Regions from separate parts of the Sus scrofa genome. Here region 1 is linked to region 2. A link is a contact called in public HiChIP or PLAC-seq data. All regions are on one chromosome and are shown on one strand. Each heading gives the region's core, a stretch centred on a gene start, on an enhancer-like site or on the middle of the called end of the contact. The rest is flanking DNA. Distances are from core to core; before and after follow the strand shown. Region 1 holds the start of APP (amyloid beta precursor protein). Region 2 overlaps APP (amyloid beta precursor protein).

Region 1 (4,018 bases), core at 17-2,516, 130 kb after region 2:
GGAAGAGGCCGCGCCTTAATCAGACAAACGCCTCCTTTGATGCACAGGAAGAGAGCTCGTGGCTCCCCACCACCCGCCACTGCCCCTTCCAGACGCACACTCCACTCTCCGCGTATTTCTCCCCAAGGACTTTACAACCGAGAACAGAATGAGCAAGCCTCGGAGGTGATGGGGTGGGGGGAGGAAGTAGAGGGGCCCAGAGGCTCGGCCAGAGTCGCCCCAGCAGCGCCCCAGCCCCCTCCGGGACGGGCGCGCAGCGCGGAGAAGGGAGTCAGGCGGGAGCCTCGGTGGCGCACAGACTAACTCAGCTCAGCCCACCGCGCCCCGGGCTGGCGAGGGCGGGGTGTCGCGGCTTTTGTTCCCGGGGACCTTCCTTGTCCCTCTCCCGGAGAATGTGAGGGTGCGAGCGAACGCCCGGGATATTTAGGCTTGGGGAAGGTGCGATGTGGCTGTGGATCTCCGACCCCTCCCATCTCTCGCAACTTAGCACAAAAGGGAGACACAGAAATGCACAAAGTTTGCCTGCCGAGGGTGGTGCCTGACCCTGCTTGGGGTCGCACTCAGGAGGCAGCCCCGAGCAACCGAGAAGAGGGAGGAGGAGGAGGTCGGGCAGAAAAGGGGCGGTGGGGATGTGAAGGGAAGGTGAAACCGCGGGGGAAAAGCGAGGGAAAGCGGGGGTGGGGGGGTTGGGGAGAGAGATGACCAGCTTCCCAAGCCGTCCCGACTCCTCCCTAGGGCCCGAGAGAAAGGGAAAGGCAGCGATTAAGAGCTGGGGACAGGATCCAGGGACTGTGGGTTTTCGGCTTTTCCCACGTGCTCCCTCCCCCACCTACCATCTGGACGTCTCTAGCTGCCCCGGGTCCCCGGTTCCGAGGCAGGGACTAAGTCAGGGTCTGAGCTGCAGATAGCCTCCTCCTCTTCTCTCCCCCGACTGAAGCGGACCCGGGCTCCCGACCCCTCACCCGCTCCTTCCCCGCGGGCCGGAGAGCGCGTCCCCGGGGCAGGGCTGGGCCAGAAGCGGGGATGCGCAGGGTGCCCGCAAGCGGGGGCGTAAGGCCTGAGGAGAGTGGGGTGGTCCTCGACTAACCCCAGCTTCTCTGGGTTAAAGACTTGGATTAATCGGGTCTCCACTGTCCCCCTCCGACCCCATTCCGAGGCGCGGCACCCACCTCCAGCGCCCGAGCCGTCCAGGCGGCCAGCAGGACCAGTGCCAAACCGGGCAGCATCGCGACCCTGCGCGGGGCACCGAGTGCGCTGCTGTTCGCGTGGGATCCGCCGCGCCCTTGCTCTGCCGGTGTCGCTGCCGCTGTCTACGGTGGCCCCGCGCTCGCGCTGCCCCGGGTGCTCTCTCCTACCGCTGCCGAGGAAACTGACCGAACAGCAGCGCGGCGGCGGGGCTCGGAGCCCGGGCGAGTCAGCTGATCCGGCCCACCCCGCTCGGCACCCGAGAGAGACCCCTAGCGGAGCCGCCGGGGAGCTGCGCGCGCTCGGCCGGGAGGGGCCCGCGGCCCCCGGCGCCCCCGGCGCCCTCGGCGCCCACAGGTGCGGGGCCCTCGGCTCCCGCCGGGTCCCCCCGGCTCCCCGCCCGCTTCCCTGGCCTGGACCCCTCGAGCAGTAGGAGGGAGACTCTGGGGCCGGGAGAGGGACCGTGCAGGATCAGGGAAAGGTGAGTCGTAGGACGACTGGGCTCCAGAAAAGTCGGGAGCGCTCCCCGCTCGTTCCCGTGAGCTTGACTCATCCGACCCCGCAGGCCTCTCGGGGGTGTCGTATAAATGGGTTGCTGCTGGGGTGCGTTTTTATCCGCATTTAATTTTTTGTCTCGGTTTGGAGAGGTGGGGGAGGCGTTTCTGGAAGAGACTGAGAACAAGACTAGCTTAAAGGAAATAGGATTTCTTTGCTTGCTAGGAGAGCAAAAGCCCTCTTTTTTTTTTTTTTTTTTTTTTTTTTTTTTGTCAAAAGCAGCCACGAGCAACCTGGAATTTCTATCTTTAGACTGAACCGAAGGAGAAAGGCGCCGGACCAGGAGAAGAAGCGGCGACCTATTTACTTCTCCTTGAAAGAAGGGTTTTTAATTTTTTTTTTAAATTTTTTGTTTGTTTTTGTTTTGAGAAGGGGACAGTCATCTGGGATTTTTTTTTTTTTTTTTTTTAAATCAGGCAGGGATGTAGTGTCCATCTGAGACGCGGGTGAAGTGAAAGAAAGGTTGTGGAAAGATGATTTCTCCTCGACCCCCATACCTCAGAACTTCTGACCTCCAACTCCGTCCTTGTTCCTTCTTGTGTCTGCCCGGGATTACAGAAGTGAACCTTCTAGGGAAGCCACTTTCTCCTAGGTTAAACACAATCCACCCATGGTCGGGTTAGTGTCTGGTGAGTCTAGAATGGTCTAGAACTGCCCTGCTCTTGACCTGAAGGACAAGCCACAGTCCACAGGGGCGCTGGTGGGAGGGAAAGAAGCCACAGGCTCAGCCGTGGAATCGTGGCTCAGCCGAGGATGCCGGCTTCCTTCCAGATAAGATAACATTTCTGGGCCAGCTCCCCTGGATATTGTCTTCTCTCTTATTAACCCCGTTAGGCATCCAAGCTGGTCCCTTGAATTACTTTCTCTCCTGAATGACCTTTGAACCTCCTCAACCAATGGTGACAAATATTCGTTAGTTCGAATTATTTGTTTACGTGCTTATGTCATTTACTTCCTCCAAAAGCCAGTGAGGCCCTTACTGTTATTATTCCCATTTGTAAAGTAGGAAGCTGACGCTAAAAACCTCCTCCCCAATCTCACAGCAAGTAAGTGGCAAGAGGTTGGGACTGCAGGGAAAAAAGGCCCAAGTGACAGCAAAACCCAGTTGCTTCCAAACATGTTTACCCACCACCGCAGGTGTGTGAGACAAATTGAAGGCACCTGATAGGAAATAGGAATATGACTTAAAAATGGGTAGGAAGCAGGCCTGGCTCCACAATTTGCAGGGTCCAGTGCAAAATAAAAAGGTGGGACTCTTTCTTCCAAAGTGAAGAATTTTAAGATGATAACAGCTGCACGTTCAATCAAGCACAAGACCCTTCTGAGCTCAGATCCTGTGTGATGGAGCAGATGCCTGCCTATGGAGCCAGTCCTGGGAGGCAGGAAGCCATTTTTAAGAGCAAGGGACTTTTATTGAGCACAGAATTCAAAGATAGAGAGGTGAGGTTATAATCTGCGATTATATATGAGTTCCTAGATTTGGCATTTCCCTTTCCCACTGTTGAAATGCACCCCAGTGATCCATCCCTGGAGAAGCTGTTCCTGGCAGAAGATGGTTGGCTGCTGCCTGTGTCAGAATGATAGGCATTCTTTACATTTTCTCCTGTTTCATCACCACTCGGAGGTCCTGGTGGCTTTTACTTTTCAGCCACCATCTCTGTTTAATGCCATTTCCTGCCACAGCGTAGCTTCGGGGTCCTCTGAGCAGAAAATAAAAGGCATCTCTACTTAGAACTCTAGCCCCTGGGAAAAGGACTGACTGCTCATTGGCTGGTATCCTCACAGCCTTCCCTGCCCAGACTTAAATGCCACAGCGTAGGAGACACTAGCTCTTCAGACAGTGCATTCTGTCTGTGGGCTGTTCTGATTACTAGAAAGTTCTCAACCCCACTTAAAGCCCACATCCCTTTCCTTCAGCCTCCCACTCAGATGTCCTTGTTGCGCCTCTGGGACCAAGTCAAACCAGTGTTTCCCACACTACAGATCTTCACCGTTTGCCAGCAGTTTTCATGCTGCTTCTGCATCCAGAGTCCACTCTTTGCAAAGCAACATAAGTACTTCGTTCAACAGGTGTGCAAAAGGCACAATGGAACCTGTGTCTGGTTCTGTCCAAACTCCTCTAAATGTGTTGTGGTTTGTCTGTGTCTTTTTCTAGTATTCCAAGGGTGCTGTGGCCCCTGGAGCATGAGGAATCTCTTGCCCACCTCCGCCTGCAGGTGAGTGTTGTATTGGATTGGTGGACTCAGATTGGTCACATTTGCTACCAAGTCTCCTGTCT
Region 2 (4,093 bases), core at 1,434-3,933:
AGAATGTCTTTGGGAGTTCCTCGGTGGTGCAGTGGGTTAAGGATCCAGCATTTTCACTGCAGTGGCCCAGGCTGCTGCTGTGGCATGGGTTCGATCTCATGGGTGTGGCAAAAAAAAAAAAAAAAGTAAGATGCTTTTCTCTTTTAAGATAATTAGACTGAACAGACTTTTACTAACATAGAGTAGGGTCTATATATTCTCCGACCCTCCACCAACCTCATCCCCCCCCCCCAACAAATAAATTAAAGCTAAGAACTTGAAGAGAAAAAACTTACTATTAACTTCAGGTATCCTACGTTAAAGCGATATTTTTTAAATTCAATAAATTAGCCCTCTTCAGATTCTGGCCTTTTTCTAGGCATGTGTCACAGGGTATTTTTTCTTCCTATTTCCCATCTGTATTAAACTAATCTTAGGCTTTAGACTCTACCTGCCTCCCGCCCCCTCTGCCCCCACAGGAGGCTCACAGCCATGGCAGATTAAACAACATGCATCAACATACACTCCAATGTCAGTAAAAGTCAAACATTTTAACTTCCCCCAAATACGAATCATTCAATCAAAATTATTTAGGAATTACTTTTTTGATCAAAAGTAAAATTCTTAAAGTTATGATTTACATGTGCTCTTAAGGTGGAATGGAAGACATTTAGTTGAATGGGATAAGGGAAATTTTTTAATTTCATTAATGTGGAATTAACAGAATGAGAATCGACAGAAGGGTTCTGCTGAATTTTACACATCAAATACTGATAATATTTGCTTGACCGAAGGGGAAAAAAGGGTACATTTCCAAGTATAGAGATATGTCAGCACAAATTCATGGACTTGGAAAACAGACTTGTGGTTGCTGGGGGTGGGGGGAGGAGAGGGATGGACTGGGAGTCTGGGGTTAACAGATGTAAACTATTGCATTTGGAATGGATAAGCAATGAGATCATGCTGTATTGCACAGGGAACTCTATCTAGTCACTTGTGATGAAACATGATGGAGGTTAATGTGAGAAAAAGAATGTATATATTGTGTGTGTTTGTGACTGGGTCACTTTGGTGTATAGAAGAAAACTGACACAACACTGTAAACCAACTACAATGGAAAAAATAAAAATCATTAAAGGTTAAAAAAAAAAAAATAAATCTATCCCTAGTTTTGGAAAAACCCAAATGAAATTCATTAAACCACTCTACAAAAAGCAACAGATACTTAAAAGCTGTGAACAGTTAATGGATTAATACAGCAAGGCGTTCAGCATAGTGCATTGTACACGGCAAGATTACCTAACATCTGTTATGATTAATACCGCTCATGCAGAGACAAGGGTACAAGGAGGCAATAAAACTGAATCCATGCCCTCATGACACTCACAACTTAGAAGAGCTTGATAGTAGGAAGGAGCGACTGTGTTATTAATAACAATAAAAACCCCGTACTGCTGAGTACACAGTGACAAAATAAATCTATCTGCTATTGCTACCTCACTATAAATGGGCATAAACACTGAGATAAATTTTAAGTGATGTCAAAACATTCACATTTTTTAACCCAGTGGCCCTACTTTTGGAAAACTACCTGAAAGTAATTATTATATATCATGGCAGGAAATCTATATTAAAGAATTCAAAACCTTGTCTTCTATAATGTAAAAAAAAGAAAAGAAAAAATTGTCCGACAATGATGACATGGGTGAACATATTTTAAAGGAATATGCATAATTAAAGGGGATAAACATGAAGATTATAAACACAGTTTTAAAAATTCAAAATGTTACTTAAAAAATGAAAATTCTTATGTATTTTAATCACAACCAAATAAAAGTATACATATGAACAAAAACAAAGACACACAGAAACATAAAACTGTAAGGCCAGATTAGAGATGATTTTTCCTGGACCCAACAGCTTCTGAAAAATTACCATATTTTAAACATTTTTCTAATTAGATGCAAGGGAAAAACTATTTTAAGTGGAGATAGTCTTCCAGGTCTCTAAAGATATCAAATATTCCAAAATAAGATCATTTTGCTCCAGAAAATATGCTAGTGTTTAATGTAGTCAAAATGGACAGGAGTAATACTAATAAAAGGAAAAAATAATTGACATAATGATTAGAATTAATGAAATGACTGGGTGCAAATAAGAAGCCTTAATTATCCACTGTATTTGAGCACATTTTTAACTCTGGATGCAGTTATATTTGGAGGGTTTATTTTGATCTCAAACATTTCCATCTGCACAAAAGCTGCATTCAAGACTCCTGGGGTGTTTGCTTTTCTGTCCACAGGAGATCAGAGTGAGACAAAAGCTTGGAATGGAAGTTTTTTGGGTTCTTTTTTTGGTTTGTTTGTTTTTAAAGAATAATTTTCCTCGCTTTCCAGTACCAAAGAAACCTCTAAGCCAGTTTTTCAACCTCAGCTCTGCTGATATTTCTTTGTTATGGGATGTTTAGCAGTATCCTGGTATTATGGGATGTTTAGCAGTATCCTGGTCTCTACTCACCAAATGCCTGGAGCATCCCTGCCACCCACCCCCTGCACTGAGACAATTAAAAATGTCTGCAGACATCTCCAAAGTCCCTTGGGTGTCAAAATCGCACCCTGTTGAGAACCACTCCTCTAAATTCATGTTCGTTTACTCATTTTCAAAATCACACCATGCTTGCCAAGAGCTAATGAGAGTTGAGCTGGTCTCATGACTATAGCTTGTACTTCCTGAAATTTCTGCCTACTGTTATTTTTAATAAAGAGCTCCATGTTGACATAGGAAACCAAAAATGCTTGCTGGTTCAAATAAGAAAGCTACTCTGAGAATGGACTTCTATACCAAAGTTCAAATAAAGATGAATCTTACCTTCATTTATAGCTCCCATTTAATTTCATTTTATTCTACTTTATGGCACTTTTTGAAGCCATGGGAAGATAGTCAAGCAGTAACTACAGTAAAGGTGCTAAGTGGTTGCTAGAAATATTCCTGAGGCATTTTTCCCCCCAGTATCTCTAGCTTTAGAGATTCCTGATGTAATTTCACTTAATTCTTGCGTGTCTGGAATGATATCCCTTAGTAGCTTTTGTTTTAAAGCCCAAATAGTTTAACCTTGAGTTGCCAATTATGTCTGTGTATGTATTTAACATGAATGCCAATTCACTGTAACTCAAATATTTGTTGAATACCTAGCGTGTAGAAAATTAGGTCAAGTATTTAATAAAATCACACAGGCCTCATAACAAATGTAAACTCCTGATAAGTAGGGTATGTTATTAACCCTTGGAATTCCACCAAGGTCCACTGGATACAATTTTACATTTTACTTTCATTTTTAGCAGTTCTACCTACTTGTAAGAGTCAATACTTCTGACTTACACCTTCTTAAAATATTTTATTAAAAACCTTGAATAAAACTCATTCTACCTTATAATTACCATATCAGTCAACTGGAATTTTTATTTTTATTTAATTAAAAATTTCTTTTTGCTTGTCCCTGCCCCAGGCCAGGGATTAAACCCACACCACAGCAGCGCCCCTGGCCACTGCAGTAACAATGCTGGATCCTTAACCCATTGCACCACAAGAAAACTCCTGGAATTTTTTATAGCTAAGCTTTTTTTCCCGCAATTTTATTATTATTATTTTTTTTTATCATCTCAGGAATTACTTCATTATTACTCATTAAATATTTCTGGAGTTCCCGTTGTGGCGCAGCGGAAACGAATCCAACTAGGAACCATGAGGTTGCGGGTCTGATCCCTGGCCTCGCTCAGTGGGCTAAGGACCCAGCGCTGCTGTGAGCTGTGGTGTAGGTCACAGATGTGGCTCGGATTCTGCGTTGCTGTGGCTCTGGCATAGGCCGGCGGCTACAGTTCCAATTAGACCCCTAGCCTGGGAACCTCCATATGTCACAGGTGCGGCCCTAAAAAGGCAAAAGACACACACACACACACACACACACACACACACACACACACAAAACTTCCATTTGTGCTGAGGAAGACCAAATAATATGAAAAGAAGGAAGGAATTGCCTAGAAGGATGATGCAACAGGGGAATGGTCATAGTTTTACTACCGTGTTCCCAAAATACTGCATCGTCTTTCAAGAA

What was found. HiChIP or PLAC-seq counts read pairs in DNA pulled down with a chosen protein or histone mark.
Region 1: an H3K27ac HiChIP or PLAC-seq map of alveolar macrophages shows a contact between it and region 2. The contact joins the promoter of APP here to the enhancer-like site in region 2. A contact is called at or near these places in 4 of 47 Hi-C or Micro-C datasets (alveolar macrophages, fibroblasts, mesenteric adipose tissue and 1 more) and 2 of 2 datasets of contacts at active chromatin or transcription factors (alveolar macrophages and skeletal muscle).

Annotation. Positions count from the first base shown.
Region 1 is chr13:189,714,686-189,718,703 of Sscrofa11.1, forward strand. It overlaps APP (amyloid beta precursor protein), which reads right to left and starts at 1,267. Exons shown (of 18, transcript NM_214372.1): 1 at 1,170-1,267. The coding sequence starts at 1,226. It overlaps LOC110256540 (a long non-coding RNA gene), which reads right to left and starts at 1,163. Exons shown (of 2, transcript XR_002338172.1): 1 at 834-1,163.
Region 2 is chr13:189,585,073-189,589,165 of Sscrofa11.1, forward strand. The region is part of intron 5 of APP (amyloid beta precursor protein); the gene reads right to left. Among named protein-coding and RNA genes, the nearest start is that of APP, 130 kb to the right of the region's middle. Within about 2 kb of position 2,684, at least 9 of the 83 cell types and tissues checked have an H3K27ac peak or open chromatin away from gene starts, as enhancers often do. A contact at or near this core is called in alveolar macrophages, where this site is marked.